3 separate regions of the Mus musculus genome follow, and all the other regions are linked to region 1. Evidence: chromatin contacts called from public HiChIP or PLAC-seq and promoter capture Hi-C data. All regions are on one chromosome and are shown on one strand. The core of a region is the stretch at or near the end of the contact, and the rest is flanking DNA. Distances in the headings are between cores, read along the strand shown.

Region 1 (4,775 bases), core at 719-3,218:
AGTCAACCAACCAACAACAAAAACAAAAACAAAAACAAAAAACCAAAACCAAACAAAACAAAGAAAACCAAATTGGACCTGGTGGCACAGGCCTGTCACCTCAGCGACTTAGGAGGCTGAAGTATATGAGCATAAAGTCCGAGGCCTGACTGCAGGACCGAGTGAGTTTAAGGCCAGTCTCCACAACTTAGGGAAACCTCATCTCAAAATAAAAGTAACAGGAGGGCTGGCGTCTACCTCACTGACAACCGGCTGACCTCTGTTCTCCCAGCACTAGGATTAAAGATCTGTGTCTCCATGCCAGCCAGATCTACATCTTTGTCACCTGTTAGACCCAGCAGCCGGCAGAACAGAGCTATTCTCTGTCATCACAAGGCCCTGATGGAAAAGTTATCACAGCAGCTGTGCCAAGACCAATCAGTGCGATTCAGGTAGAGGGTAAAATAATGCTTACGGTTTTAGAAATTATAAGTCATGAATTGTCAATTCATGAAAAAGACTGACAGATTACTGTTGGTTTTCTCGTTGGGTTTTTGTTTTATTTTATTTAGAGTACTGGGAATTGAATCTAGGGCTTCATTTATGATAGAAAAAAAGTGCTCTGCCACTGAGCCACGCCCCCAGTCCCTCACTGGGGGGTTCTAGGCTGGGGCTCTACCACTGAGCCACGCCCCTAGCCCCCTCACTGTGGGATTCTAGGCAGGAGCTCTACCACTGAGCCACACCCCCAGCCCCTCACTGGGGGATTCTAGTCAGGGGCTCTATCACTGAGCCACGCCCCCAGCCCCTCACTGGGGGATTCTAGGCAGGGACTCTACCACTGAGCCACACCTCCAGCCCCTCACTGGGGGATTCTAGGCAGGAGTTCTACCACTGAGCCACGCCCCCTGCCCCTCACTGAGGTATTCTAGGCAGGGGCTCTACCACTGAGTCATATATCCAGCTCATTCTTGTGTGGATGAATGGGAGTCGGATATTCTATTCCCATCCATATCAGATACTCTCTCTGTGAATACGCGTGGTGTGTGTGTGTGTGTGTGTGTGTGTGTGTGTGTGTGTGTGTGTGTAAGAGAGAAGGAGAGGGAGAAAAGGTCTGTAGGAGGCAGAGGTTAGCATAGAGATCTTCCTCAATCACTTCCCACTTTTAAAAAGTTTGTTGTTGTTGTTTTAACTTTTAAAATTTACTCTTGTCTCACATTAAGGTATATTCTGACTACAGTTTCCACTCCATCCTCCCCTCGCACTCCCATTTCCTCTCTTTTCATTTCCCTTCAGAAAACAGCAGGTCTCCCAGGGATATCAACCAAACATGGTGTATCACGTTGTAATAGGATTAGGTGCCTCCCCTTGTTTTAATGCTGGATGAGGCAACCCAGTAGGACGGAAAGCAGGCAGAAGAGTCAGATATACCCCCAACTCCTTCTGTTAGGAGTTCCACAAGAAGATTAAGCTACACATATTAAGACAGAGTCTCTTGCTAAGCACGGAGCTTCCTGCTTTGACTAGATTGTACAGTAAGGCCTTAGCATCCTTTTGTTCTGTCTCCCCAGGGCCAGGACTAAGGATGTGTTTTACCACACCTGGCTTTTCATGTAGATGCTCAGCACCCAAACTCAGGTCCTACTGCTTAAGCTGCAAACATTTTGCTGACTAAGAAATGTCCACAGCCTACTTGGTTGTTGTTGTTGTTGTTGTTGTTGTTGTTGTTGTTGTTGTTGTTGCTATGACAAATGACCTGACAGCAGCAACTTTAGGAAAGAACAGTTTCTTTTATTCCATCTGGGATCCCAGCCAGTGGGATGGTACCGCCCATACCCGGGGTTGGCTTTCCCTCCTGATCTATAATTCTCTGGAAACACCCTCAAAGATGGACCCGAAAGAGTCTAGGTGTGTCTAGATGATTCCAAATCCAGACAAGCTGACAGTGAAGATTGGCTGCTGCAGATGTGATATAAGAAATGGTGCTGCGGGGCGGAGCCGCGGCGGGCCTCTGGGCGGAGGTAACCGTGTTTCCGTTGAGGTCTCTGGGCTGCTCGGGCTCGGAGGGGTGGCCCCGGGGATCGCGGCGCGGCCTGGGGCCCGGTGGTGGCCCAGCGGCTTGCTGCCGAGCCCGGGGGCGAAGGAAGCGGCTCTTCCTCTCCAGCCCCTGCCCTCCGTGCTCGGGCGCACACCTCCTCCCTGACGCATTTTGCCGCACAAGCTGTAATATGGCCGCAGCGACGGCGGCCTGGCTCCCAGGAGCTAGGTTCGTGTTGGAGGCTTCGGAACCCAGAGAAGGAGCGCTGCGGCGTGGAGCAAAACAATTGGCTCGGGCATCCTTGGTGGATTTTTGGTTTTTATTGTTTCCCCCAACTTAAAGACTGAAGTGTTGGAACCATGGGGATAAAGGTCCAGCGTCCTCGATGGTTTTTTTTTTTTTTTGTTTTTGTTTTTGTTTTGTTTTTTTTTTTTTTACATTGCCATTAATAATCAACCTGCTAGAAGAGTTGTCTTTGAATTATTTTCCCAGTGTATATCCCAAAACATGTGAGAACTTTCGCTGCCTTTGTACAGGTGGAAAAGGGACAGGGAAATCAACTCAGAAGCCATTACATTATAAGAGCTGTCTCTTTCATAGAGTTGTCAAGGATTTCATGGTTCAGGGTGGTGACTTCAGTGAAGGGAATAGAAGAGGAGGAGAATCTATTTATGGAGGATTCTTTGAAGATGAGAGTTTTGCTGTTAAACTCAGCAAAGAGTTTCTCTTATCAATGGCCAACAGAGGAAAGGATACAAATAGTTCTCAGTTCTTTATAGCAACAAAACCAACTCCTCATTTAGATGGGCACCATGTTGTTTTTGGGCAAGTGATCTCTGGTCAGGAAGTTGTGAGAGAGATTGAAAACAAGAAAACAGATGCTGCTAGCAAACCATTTGCTGAAGTTCGGATACTCAGTTGTGGAGAGCTGATTCCGATGTCTAAGGTTAAGAAAGAAGAAAAGAAAAGGCATAAGTTTCCCCCCCCCCCCCAACCAGTGACTCAGATAGCTCACCCGATTCTCCGTCCTCCTCCGAGTCTTCTGATTCTGAAAGTGCTTCTGAAGAAAAATCCAGAAAGAGGAAAAAGAAACATAGGAAAAATTCTCGAAAGCATAAGAAGAAGAAGCGAAAGAAAAGCAAGAAAAGCCCATCTGAAAGTGAAGCAGAAAATGTTGATGCACAGCCCCAGTCTACTCTCTGTCCAGAAGAGATCCCTCCTATACCAGAAAATAGATTTTTAATGAGAAAAAGTCCTCCTAAAGCCGATGACAAGGAGAGGAAAAACAGAGAGAGAGAGAGAGAGAGAGAGAGAGAGAGAAATCCCACCTAACTCCCAGCCTGCTTCATACCAGCGACGATTCTTTTTTTTTTTTTTTTTTTTTTTTTTAAAGATCTTATGAGCCATTTTTTTTTTAAATTTTATTTATTTTATTATTATATGTAAGTACACTGTAGCTGTCTTCAGACACACCAGAAGAGGGAGTCAGATCTTGTTACGGATGGTTGTGAGCCACCATGTGGTTGCTGGGATTCGAACTCTGGACCTTCGGAAGAGCAGTCGGGTGCTCTTACCCACTGAGCCATCTCACCAGCCCACCAGCGACGATTCTTAGTTACTAGGTCTGGCAGGAAAATTAAAGGAAGAGGACCGAGGCGTTATCGAACTTCTTCCAGATCCAGATCGAGGGATCGATTCAAACGAAGTGAGACTCCTCCACATTGGAGACAAGAGATGCAGAGAGCTCAGAGAATGAGGGTGTCAAGTGGTGAAAGATGGATCAAAGGGGATAAGAGTGAGTTAAATGAAATATAAGAAAATCAAAGGAGCCCAGTTAGAGTAAAAGAGAAAAAAATAACAGATCACAGACACATGTCTGAAAAAGATGATAAATAGAACAAAAACAAAGTGAAGAAAAGAGGCAAATCCAAGAGTAGGAGCAAGAGCAAAGAGAGATCCAAGAGTAAGGAGCGAGACTCGAAGCACAGCAGACACGAAGACAAGAGGGTGAGGTCAAGAAGTAAAGAAAGGGATCACGAGACTACTAAAGAAACAGAAAAACCACTGGATCTTAAAGGGAAAGATCAGGAAAGGAGTAGAAGCAAAGAGAACTCCAAACAGGTAGAACAAAAAAGTAATGAACATGACCATAGCAAAAGTAAAGAAAAGGATAGACGTGCACAGTCCAGGAGTAGAGAACGGGATCTGACTAAAAGTAAACACAGTTACAACAGTAGAACAAGGGAGCGAAGCAGGAGTAGGGACAGGAGCAGAAGAGTGCAGTCCAGAAGCCATGACAGAGATCACAGCAGAAGCAAGGAGTACCATAGATACAGAGAACAGGAGGACGATCGAGAAGTAAAGATAGGAGGAGGAGAAGGAGGGATTCCCGGAGCTCAGAGAGAGAAGAAAGTCAAAGTAGAAACAAAGAAAAATATAGACGCCAAGAAAGTAAGAGTTCACACAGAAAAGAAAATTCTGAGGGTGAGAAAAGAACGTACTCTAAAAGTCATGATCATAATAGCTCAAATAATAACAGGGGAAAAAAGGCTGATAGAGAGCAAAGTCCAGTGTCAAAAACAAAGCAAAGCGGTCAGGACAATGAAGTGAAGTCCTCCACATTAAAAAATCAAGAGGACGAAAAGACCAGATCCCCGGTGGAAAAAGAAAATAAAAAATCAAAGGGTCAAGAAAATGATCATGCACGTGACAAAAATTAAAAATGTGATCATGAATCAAGCCCTGGAACAGATGAAGA
Region 2 (4,775 bases), core at 683-3,182, 590 kb before region 1:
CTTTGAAGCAATCATTAAGTGTTAAAACCCACATTTGGGGTAAGTACTTTTTACTCAGAAGTATTTGAATAGCCAGGTATAGTGGTACATGCCTTTAGTCCCAGCACTCAGAAAGCAGAGACAGGCAAGTCTCCTGAGTTTAAGATCAGCTCGGACTACATAATGAGTTCCAAGACAACCAGAGCTATGTAGAGAGACAAATAATAGTTTGTACAACTAGAGCAGTATGTGTGCAGTGTTGTTTTGACACAGTTACTTGGTAACTTAGGTTGGCCTGGAATTCCTGATTCTGTCTCTACCTCAAGTGTTCATCACACCCAGCCAAAGTGGAATTTAAAACACTTTGACTACTGTTTGACTACACACTTGCACACTCAACTCTGGGGATTGAACCTAGGGCTTTGTACATGCTTTCCCCAGGTACTACCACTCATCTGAACCTACCCTGCCTGAAACCGTATCAAAATAATTTGTGTAACTCAGACTGTCCTTGGACATAGAATCCTTCTGCCTCAGCCTCCCAAGTGCTGGGACATTCTTGGAGCCTCGGTGTCAGGCTAAGGCTCAAGTTCTAATAACTAAAGCTGGGGATTTAAATGGAGAGGAAGGTCTGACCCCACACTTGGGACAGTGCTTTCCACTTGCCATGGGGGTCGGGGCAGGAAAAGGGTAGAAGACCCTGAAGCAGTTTAATCCTATCTAAACTCCCAAGAACAGTTCGGTAATTTAGGGGGGGAAACATTTTATTCTATTATAAAAAAAAAAAAAACTAACAAAATTACAGACTAGCATTCCAGAGTTATGAGGGCTACGCTTCCCAGCGCCTCAGCATCCGATGCATGAGAAAGGTATCTTCTGAAGGGCGGGGCCGGGCTTGAAGCCTTAGTGGGGGCAGCCCATCCACTGTCAAGTGCGGAGATTCGGACCACAGAGAATCTGGGTTGCACAGCATGGTCATGTCTGGGCCCGGCCCGAGCACCTCCTATGGGAAGGTGAAGCAGGTTACACTCGAGGTGGAGGAAGAGAGCCCAGGGGGTAGAGGGATGTCCAGGTCCCTGCATCCCTTCCTTCACCTTCAGGGGCGGGGCTCGGGGCTGCGGTGGCAGCATCGCCAGCTTCTCCCTCAGCGCCGCGTTCAGTACCTGCTCCTCGGGCACCTGCAGACTCACCAGGTCTCGGTAGAGTCGCTTAGAGCGCGGCACGTTCAACCCTGCGAGCGCAGGGAAGGCGGGACTGAGGATCGCCCTTCACCCAGACCACCGCGCCCGGCCGGCCGCCTGCCCCCCTCACCCTCCGCCACGGTCTCCTCCAGGGCACAGCGGGTCCGGAACGACTTTCTCAGCTGCTCCTCTACCGCCTTGGAGGCATCAAACTGGCCGCTGGCGACAGCGGCGCGCGCGTTCTGCAGCTCCAGACTCAAAGCCAGGCTGCTCTGCAGGGCCGGTGCCTCCAGCTCATGATCGTCGCCCGGTGCACCGGCCACCAGCAGCGGCTCGGACCGCACCGGGGAGGGCGGCGCCAGTTGAAAACGAACCTGGGAGTGGAGGGCGGAACCGTGAGCTGCAGATCCCGGGGCGCTCGGCGGGCGGGGGGCCGGGCCTTCACGCCGCTCACCTGCCGCCCCCTCCGGCTACCGCCCCGCCGCCCCTTCCGCTGACCCGGGCTGCTCTTCCGCGCCTTCGGACTTTCGGGCAGCGGGCTCGGGCTAAGGCTCAAGTCCAAGCCCGGCTCGGGCTCTGGGGCTCGGGGTTCCGGGGCTCGCGGCTCCGGGGGTGGCCCCGGGACCTCCAGGGCCTCTTCGCCTTCAATGGACTCTAACGCAGACGCCCCGAAGCCCATCATCTTGTTCTAAAGGCTCGGGGTTTCAGGACGCGGGGTCTCCTCTTTTCTCCCACCCTCCGGGGCTACCACTACCGGAAACCGTTAGCCCTTACCCACCGGAGTAAGACACGCCCGCCGCGCCACTCCATTGGCGCTCCTGGACGTCATTCCCACCGCTCCGCCCTCCAGCTTCCGGACGCACTTCCGCCCTCACACGCTAACTTCGCCTTTAAGGCGGGGCGTTAGAGCGACGGTGCCCTAGGTACTCTACGGATTCCTATCTAGACTACTTTTCCTTAGGGAACGGGGGTGTGGCGTCTTTGCCTGTCAGACTCTAATGCTCATTTGTTCTGGGATTAAAGCGTTAGTCCTCTTTCACTGTAACAATATCCTCGCTGCTCTCGCATCTAGAGGTCCCGAGTGGCGCCCCCACCCCCCTTCCTGAAGGTTTTGGTCATTTTTGAACGCCGATCAAATCTTCCCTGTACGTGGAAGCAGATTCGTTGCAAAATCCCTGGATTCTGATATTTGCATAAGGAAGTACTAAGGGAATTGACGGAATATTGCCTTAATTTTAAATCCATATCCTGGGGGTTGGTTCAGAGGGTAAAGGCGATTGCCATCAAGACTGACAATTCCAGGGTCACACGTGGTGGAAGGAGAGAACTGACTCCTTTCTGTTGTCCTCTGATGCACACTTAGACTAAGGAAAATCCACATCCTAGTCTCTCAGTCCACCAAACCACACCACCACATACACACAACACACAGAGACATTTTTAAAAAGCAATGACGGCTTAGGAGTTAGAAGCAGCTGGGCCGTGGTGGCACACGCCTTTAATCCCAGCACTTGGGAGGCAGAGGCAGGCGGATTTCTGAGTTCGAAGCCAGCCTGGTCTACGGAGTGAGTTCCAGGACAGTCAGGGCTACACAGAGAAACCCTGTCTTGAAAAGCAAAAACAAAGGAAAGGAACGAATAAGAAAGAATCTGAGTTTGGATCCCCTGCGTCTGCATCTGTGTAAAACCCAATAACCCCCGGGGCTCAATGGCCAGCCAACCTAGCCAAAACATGGAGCTCCAGGCTCACATCGAGTCCCTGCCTTAACAAATAAGGTGGGCAGTGATAGAGGAAGACACCTTGATGTTCATTTCTGGCCTCTACACACACACACATAAATGGGGAGACTGCACCTACACACACAGATGTGCAGCATTCATTTAGCACATACGCATTAAAAGAAAGCCGGCAGCTAATGCTGATGGTTGTGAAGGCAGGTGACCAGTACTCGGAGTCTGCATTTGGATAAGCCTGTAACTCCTGTGACTAAGAGGGTTTCTCCTTATAATGCAAAACACAGCTGGAACCTTAAAGGTAATAAGATCATTTCTGGTGAAACCAAAAGGAGAGCGACTATAGTCCAGAAACAAATTCAGATCTCCCCAAATACCACACCCAAATATGGTAATGGGGTCATAAAGTTCTTACATGAACAAGGAACACAGACAATCATAAATCAAGGTTATCTCTCAAACACCCAGCTGGGAACATCAGGTCGGAGCAGAGAGGCCACGTCTGCTACAGACCTCGGAGGAGTCAGCCTTTGGGCTGGGGAAGCTGTTTGTACTTTTCAAAAAGACTTACCTGGTAGTTTCAAGGATGTTAGGTCAAATACAAGACCTGGGCAATGAATGGTGTGTGTGTGTGTATGTGTGTGTGTGTGTGTGTGTGTGTGTGTGTGTGTGTGTGGATGTGCGTAATGAATTTCACTTTCCACTTTTTTTTGGGGGGGGAGGGGGTCCAGACAGGGTTTTTCTGTGTAGCCCTGGCTGTCCTGGAACTCATTTTGTAGACCAGGCTGGCCTTGAATTTACAAATCTGCCTGCCTCTGCCTCCCAAGTTCTGGAATTAAAGGTGTGTGCCATCACTGCCTGACCCACTTTAAAAAAAAAAAAAGTGTGGGCTGGAGAAATGGCTCAGCGATTAAGAGCACTGACTGCTCTTCCAGAGGTCCTGAGTTCAATTTCCAGCAACCACATGGTGGCTCACAACCATCTGTAATGGGAACCTGAATTTGTTCCCTGGGAACCACACAGTGGAAGAAAACCAGCTCCAGCAAGCTGTCCTCCGACTGACACACAGGTTATAGCATGAGCTAGTCCACACCCACATCTAAAAATAAAGGTTACAATTTCAAGTGGGCGGGGACTGTGCTGTAGCTCAGGGGTGGGTTTGTACTGGGTCCTAGCTTTGTCTTCCTGCCCTCCTAGTTCCTGGCACTCAGAATTCTCTCTCCTCCCCTGTATGTCCTTTACAACATCCTGCCAGGTTCCCCTTTTATTGTTTTGGCAGCTGATGAATGGGGTGTCAAGGATTCTGGCAAAAGGCCCTGATGTTTGGGGAAAGAGGTGTTTCCAAGATGCAGTTCTCTGTCTGTCCAGACTGCAGCCCCAACCACCTGGTCTTGCACACATCGCTTCCAAGCCAGCTCTGGCTCCACCCCCAGCCCCAGCTTTGTGCAATGAGGAAAGAAGGTAGGACTGGAAATGTGGCCCCAGGGAGGTTAGAACCCCGTAAGGCGTACTCTGAGCTGCTTATCCACACCTGCCATCTGTGGAATTGTAGAAATGGGCGCCTCAGAGAGATGCCCGGGGAAGGCAGGATGTGATCATGCGTGTAACCCCAGCCAGGGAGATCACAAGTTCACAGCTAGCCTTGGCTGTAAGAGAGACTCTGTCAGAGGGTGCCTAGCATGCATGAGACTCTGGGTTCCATCTCCAGCACTTCATAAAACCAGTTGTGGTGGTGTACACCTGTAATCTCAGTACCCCAGAGATGGAGGCAGTAGACTTAGTAGTTCACAGTAATTGCTTTGTACATAGGATGTTGGGGGCCAACCTGGATCCATGAGAGCTTTTGTTTAAAAGAAAATAGCTGGGCAGTGGTGGTGCTGCA
Region 3 (4,775 bases), core at 967-3,466, 560 kb before region 1:
GAAAAAGGAGAGAAAAGAAAAAAGAAAAGAGATGGAAAGGAAAAACGGAAGGAAGGAAGGAAGGAAGGAAGGAAGGAAGGAAGGAAGGAAGGAAGGAAGGAAGGAAGGGAGGGTGCATGTGTATTCAGAATAAAGAAAGGCTGGGAGAGAAAAAAGATTTCAGAGTACAAATTGCAAAAAGGGAGAGGGGACTTTATGCCTATCCAACAGACAGGTGATAAGGGGTGGGCCGGCAGGACGGAAACTGAGGGGAGGAGGCCCAGGATATAGGTCAGCCGCCTGAGTACAGTAGGTCCCGCCCCGCCCCCATGAACCCATCTCTTACCTTTCCTGTCTCCGCTGGAGCAACTAACTCCATCCTCAGCCGAACTGCTCCATCTCTTCTCCGTGACAGTGGAGGGGTTGCGGCTGCTGAACCCCCAGACTCCACTTCTACCCTCAGAGAGGGCAGGGTCTGAGCACTATCTCCAGTCCCAGGCCCTGGGGGGCGCTGCTGGGGTGGAGATGCTGACAGCGGGGGTGTCTCCACCTTAGCCTTGCCAGGTCCTGCCAGCTGGCCCAGCCCCCCTGTGAAGGAGCGGGCCTGTGGTCCAGGAGAAGTAGGGGGCGGGCGGAGCCAAGAGGTGGGGCCCTGAGACAGGCCTGGCTGCGGGATAGGGGTGCTTATGCCCAAACTAGCCAGCTCCAACCTAGAATCCAATGATCTGCCTCCGGTGCCTCCAGAGGCCCCTCGAATGCCCTCCAGAAGCCGACCGAAGCTTGGAGGCTCCAGATCTCTCTCGTAAACATCCACACACGTCCACCGACCTCGACGATAAGGCTCTCCCAAACCTTGGGGCAGCTTCACCACCCGGAAACGGGAGGCAGGGGCTCCAGGTGGCGGAGAGCCATTCCGGGGGGTGCCCCTGCCCCCTGGATCAGGGTTGGGGTCCCCATTGGGGAGGCGGGGCGGGGGCCCAGCGAGAGCCGGTGGGACAGGGGAATCCGAAGCCCCTGGGCTTCCTGGGCCCTCATAGTCCGTGGTGACGCTGGTGATCTGAAAACTACTTTTCTTCTTACCACCACTCATGGTCCCTGGGGCTCCGGACTGGGCTCGGGTGGGGGAGGGGCTGGGCTCCTGGAGAGGGGCTCAGGCACCTCTGGAACAAGGGGGCCACATGGCAGGGACATCGGGGCCCCTGGGGACGTCTGGGTCCGACATGGCAGGAGGGCCTTGTGGGAACTTGGGGGTGCCTGGTTAGTGACTGGAGTACAGAGGGGAGGTGGCAGGAGGGGGGGGCAGGGGCAGGTTTTTCCTGCTGCTGTCGCCGCTGAAACCCCAAAGCTGAGCTTGCAAACTGGAAAAAGAAAGAGACAGAAAGTGAGCGAGAGTGTGTGTACGTGAGCAAAAGAAAAAGCAGGGGCCAAACCACCTCCGGGGCTTCCTCTCGGGGGAGCCGACTGGAGGGAGGAAGAAGAAAGCCACTAGAGACCCAGAGACAAGTAGAAATGACAGACCGGAGCAGAGGGGACAGAATTCAGAACACCCACAACAGGAAGAAGCAGCTGGGACCCAAAGTTGGACATTTCATGCTTGAGATCCAAACTCGTCCCCAACACGTATCTCCATGGCCAGGGGCACAGGGGTGAATCGGCTCCTCCCCTGAAAGGGCCACCCTGAGGCCTCTGCCGGGCCTCAAGCCCACCCCACCCCCATTCCAGTTCCCCCATCGCTGGTTAGGCACTGCCCGCCAAGCCAAGCGCCCCGCCCAGCCCGGGAGAACTACCTACCTCTCGGGCCTCGGCCACCGAGCTGAGCTGGAGAGAAGACCTGGGGGACTAAGATCTCTCTCTCTCTCTCTCTCTCTTTTTTTTTTAAATCCTAAGGCGGCCTAGAGCAGGCCACGGCAGGCAGCAATCAAGGGCTACCCAGTGTTCTCTGGCGTCCGCATCTCACTCTGCGAGGCATCTCGGTGGAAAGTTTGCAGTTGAGACGAGAAGAAACCAGCGCTTCCACGGGGGAGCCCAGGCGCAGCCTCGGTTAACACTCCACGGGTCTTCCCTGTTGCTGTGGGAGGGGGCGGCTCAGCCCCCCGCTGGCTCCAGTCCCTTGAGTGGCTCTCTCTCAAGGCTCCTCCCACGTGGCCCCACTGGATGTATCTCTCAGCTCCTCAGCTCCGCTCCGTCTCGGTCTGGGTCTCTGGCTCTCTTTCTGGGCTGTTGACAACCCCCACACCAGGAAGTCCTGCCTTCTCGGGCCTGCTCACTGCTCCTCTCCTCCTCCTTCCCCTCTTCCTCCTCCCTCCTCCCTCCTCCCTCCTAAGGCTCCCTGCCAGCTGGCCCGGAGCCAGGCCTGCCACAGCCGCAGCCGCAGCCGCAGCCTACAGTTGCTGCTGTAGCTGCTGCTGTTGCTGCTGCAGCTTCTGCCGCTGCGGGTCCCAAACTGGTTGCTTTAACCCTACACCTGCCAGGTTCCAGGCAACTCTTCCTCGGAGGGAGGGGCATGAGGGCGGAGAAAAAGAGGAGGAGCCTGCGGGAGGCCAGGGATTCCCTTACTTGTAGGCTTTTGCAGGTTCTCCAAAAGAGTCTCAAGGAACGTGCCAGACATGTTCTGGGTACCTGACTGTCCATAAATACATAGTCAATGTGACCCACTGGCTGTGATTTGTCACAGCGTCTCTGGTTTTCACCGTAAATTCACGAGAAACTCCTTTCCCCACTCTGTTTTCAAAAGCGAGCGGCTATGAAAATTTTCAAACATGCCCTAAAGTAGAGGAACTAGGAGAATGAACGCCCATACACGCCATCATGGACTTGTAACAAGTATCAGCTGTACCCAAACGTGTTTTATTCCTCCAATATCTTTTCTCGGATTTTGCTGCAATATTTGAATTTTTTTTTTTTTTTTTTTTTTTTTTTTTTTTTTTTACTGTGAATGTATGTATGTGTAGATCTGGAGGTCAACTTGAAGGAGTCAGTTTTCTCTTCCACTATGTGGGTCCAAGGATGGAATAGTGCCAACCATCCGGTTTGGTGGTAAGGCCCTTTACCCACTGAGCCATCCTGTCTATCCTGCTCCTGCTCCAGTATATGAAATCAAATCTCTGATACGGTGTTTCCCTCTCTTAAAAAGGGAAAATTGGAGAAAGCAAACTATCCAAGAAGGCTGTTGGTGGTAGGGTAGACATGTGTGTGGCGTGTGTGTGCACATGAATGAGTAGTTGCACACACTTGTGTGTGTTTGTTAGCCACAGGACCACACTGGGTGTCCTACTCAGGGTCTCTCATTGAATGCATAGCTTGGTAGGCATCCAGCAAGCCCCAATAATTCTACATCTATTCTCCACAACACTGAGGTTATAGGCACACATGGTTATGCCTGGCTTCTCATGTGGCTACTGAAGATTTGAACTCAGGTCCTCATGCTTGAGTAGCAAGAACTTTTACCTGCTGAGCCACTCCTCAGCCCAGAACAGGCATTGCTACCTTCTCATCTTTGTCCCTCATATAAACACTTAGGTAGATGGGAAGATGAAGTTGCTCACTTCTGCTTCCCCAAGTGCTTGGACACACACCCATGTCCACACAACTACCCCGTGCGTATACCTGAGAACCAATCCCAGCTGGCTACAGACCAGCTCTTTCCCATCTCCAGCCCTCTCCCACCTGTCCCATATTATCCCTTCATCATTATGAAGGAGAATCTGCACACACATAAAGGGTCTATTCTGCAACTGGCAAGAAAAAAAGCGAACTCCCAACTGCCATTTTTCTTTCTTGGCACCCATACTGGCATTCTGGGCAAGAATCTTTCAGCCAAAGCAGGATCTAAAGGCAGCATCTGGTGTCACTCATGGGTTTGGAAGGAAATAGGTTCTAATTAATTTTCCTCAAACAGAACTGTTCTTAGAGCCGGGCGTGGTGGCGCACGCCTTTAATCCCAGCACTTGGGAGGCAGAGGCAGGCGGATTTCTGAGTTCGAGGCCAGCCTGGTCTGCAGAGTGAGTTCCAGGACAGCCAGGGCTACACAGAGAAACCCTGTCTCGAAAAACAAAAAAAAAAAAAAAAAAAAAAAAAAGAACTGTTCTTAGGTATGTTCTTAGGTATATTTTAAAAATCCTAGCTGGCTGTGGCAGTGCATGTACATGCCTATAGTCCCAGATCATGGGAGGTGGCATAGAAGCAGGAGGCTGAAGAGTTCAAGGCCAGCCTCAGCTACATGAGATCCTGCTTCAACAGTAACAGACAGACAGACAGACAGGAGGGGAAAAAAGGAAGAAAGAACCCTTGGTTGGGCTGGGAATATAGTTTAGTAGAGTGCTTACCTCATATATAAAGCCCTGGATTCCATCTCTAGCATCAGCAAACTACCTGAAGGGTTAGTCTTGGGACATAGTGAATAAGAGGCTAGCCTGGGCTACTTAAGATTCTGCAATAAATAAATAAATAATAAAATAAAAATTTAAGCCTTCACCTTATCCCATAGGGAAGAACAATGGCATGAATGCAGATATTCGATGAAAGAAACTGAGGCTCAGAGGCATTCCATTATTTTTCTAAGGCAGAATTAGGATTCTATGGGAATACCTAGACTCCTTGCTTTGCTTCACATAAGTTTGTTTGGTTTTGGTTTTTTTTGGTTTGTTTTAGGTTTTTTTTTTTTTTTTGGCTTTTCCAGACAAGGTTTATCTGTGTAGCCCTGGCTATCCTGCAACTCACTCTGTAGACCAGGCTGGCCTCGAACTCAGAAATTCTCCTGCCTCTGCCTCCCAAGTGCTGGGATTAAAGGCATGCGT

Evidence for each region. Promoter capture Hi-C pulls out the DNA fragments that hold promoters and counts their contacts. HiChIP or PLAC-seq counts read pairs in DNA pulled down with a chosen protein or histone mark.
Region 2: an H3K27ac HiChIP or PLAC-seq map of acute myeloid leukemia shows a contact between it and region 1, with 4 times the contacts expected there. The contact joins the promoter of Ppp1r35 here to the enhancer-like site in region 1. A contact is called at or near these places in 3 of 39 promoter capture datasets (liver and pre-B cells), 1 of 115 datasets of contacts at active chromatin or transcription factors (acute myeloid leukemia) and 1 of 9 other capture datasets (pancreatic islet).
Region 3: a promoter capture Hi-C map of liver shows a contact between it and region 1, with 2.5 times the contacts expected there. The contact joins the promoter of Tsc22d4 here to the enhancer-like site in region 1. A contact is called at or near these places in 3 of 39 promoter capture datasets (hippocampal neurons and liver) and 3 of 115 datasets of contacts at active chromatin or transcription factors (craniofacial prominence, large pre-B cells and pancreatic cancer cells).

The regions. Positions count from the first base shown.
Region 1 is chr5:137,186,839-137,191,613 of GRCm38.p6, reverse strand. It overlaps the pseudogene Gm20768. Among named protein-coding and RNA genes, the nearest start is that of Gm40349, 2.8 kb to the right of the region's middle. Within about 2 kb of position 1,968, at least 85 of the 459 cell types and tissues checked have an H3K27ac peak or open chromatin away from gene starts, as enhancers often do. A contact at or near this core is called in acute myeloid leukemia and pancreatic islet, where this site is marked.
Region 2 is chr5:137,776,061-137,780,835 of GRCm38.p6, reverse strand. Ppp1r35 (protein phosphatase 1, regulatory subunit 35) reads right to left here and starts at 1,932. Exons shown (of 4, transcript NM_027242.5): 1 at 1,615-1,932; 2 at 1,291-1,534; 3 at 1,074-1,210; 4 at 729-982. The coding sequence starts at 1,842. The coding sequence ends at 809.
Region 3 is chr5:137,743,410-137,748,184 of GRCm38.p6, reverse strand. Tsc22d4 (TSC22 domain family, member 4) reads right to left here and starts at 2,216. Exons shown (of 5, transcript NM_023910.6): 1 at 1,771-2,216; 2 at 326-1,337. The coding sequence starts at 1,069.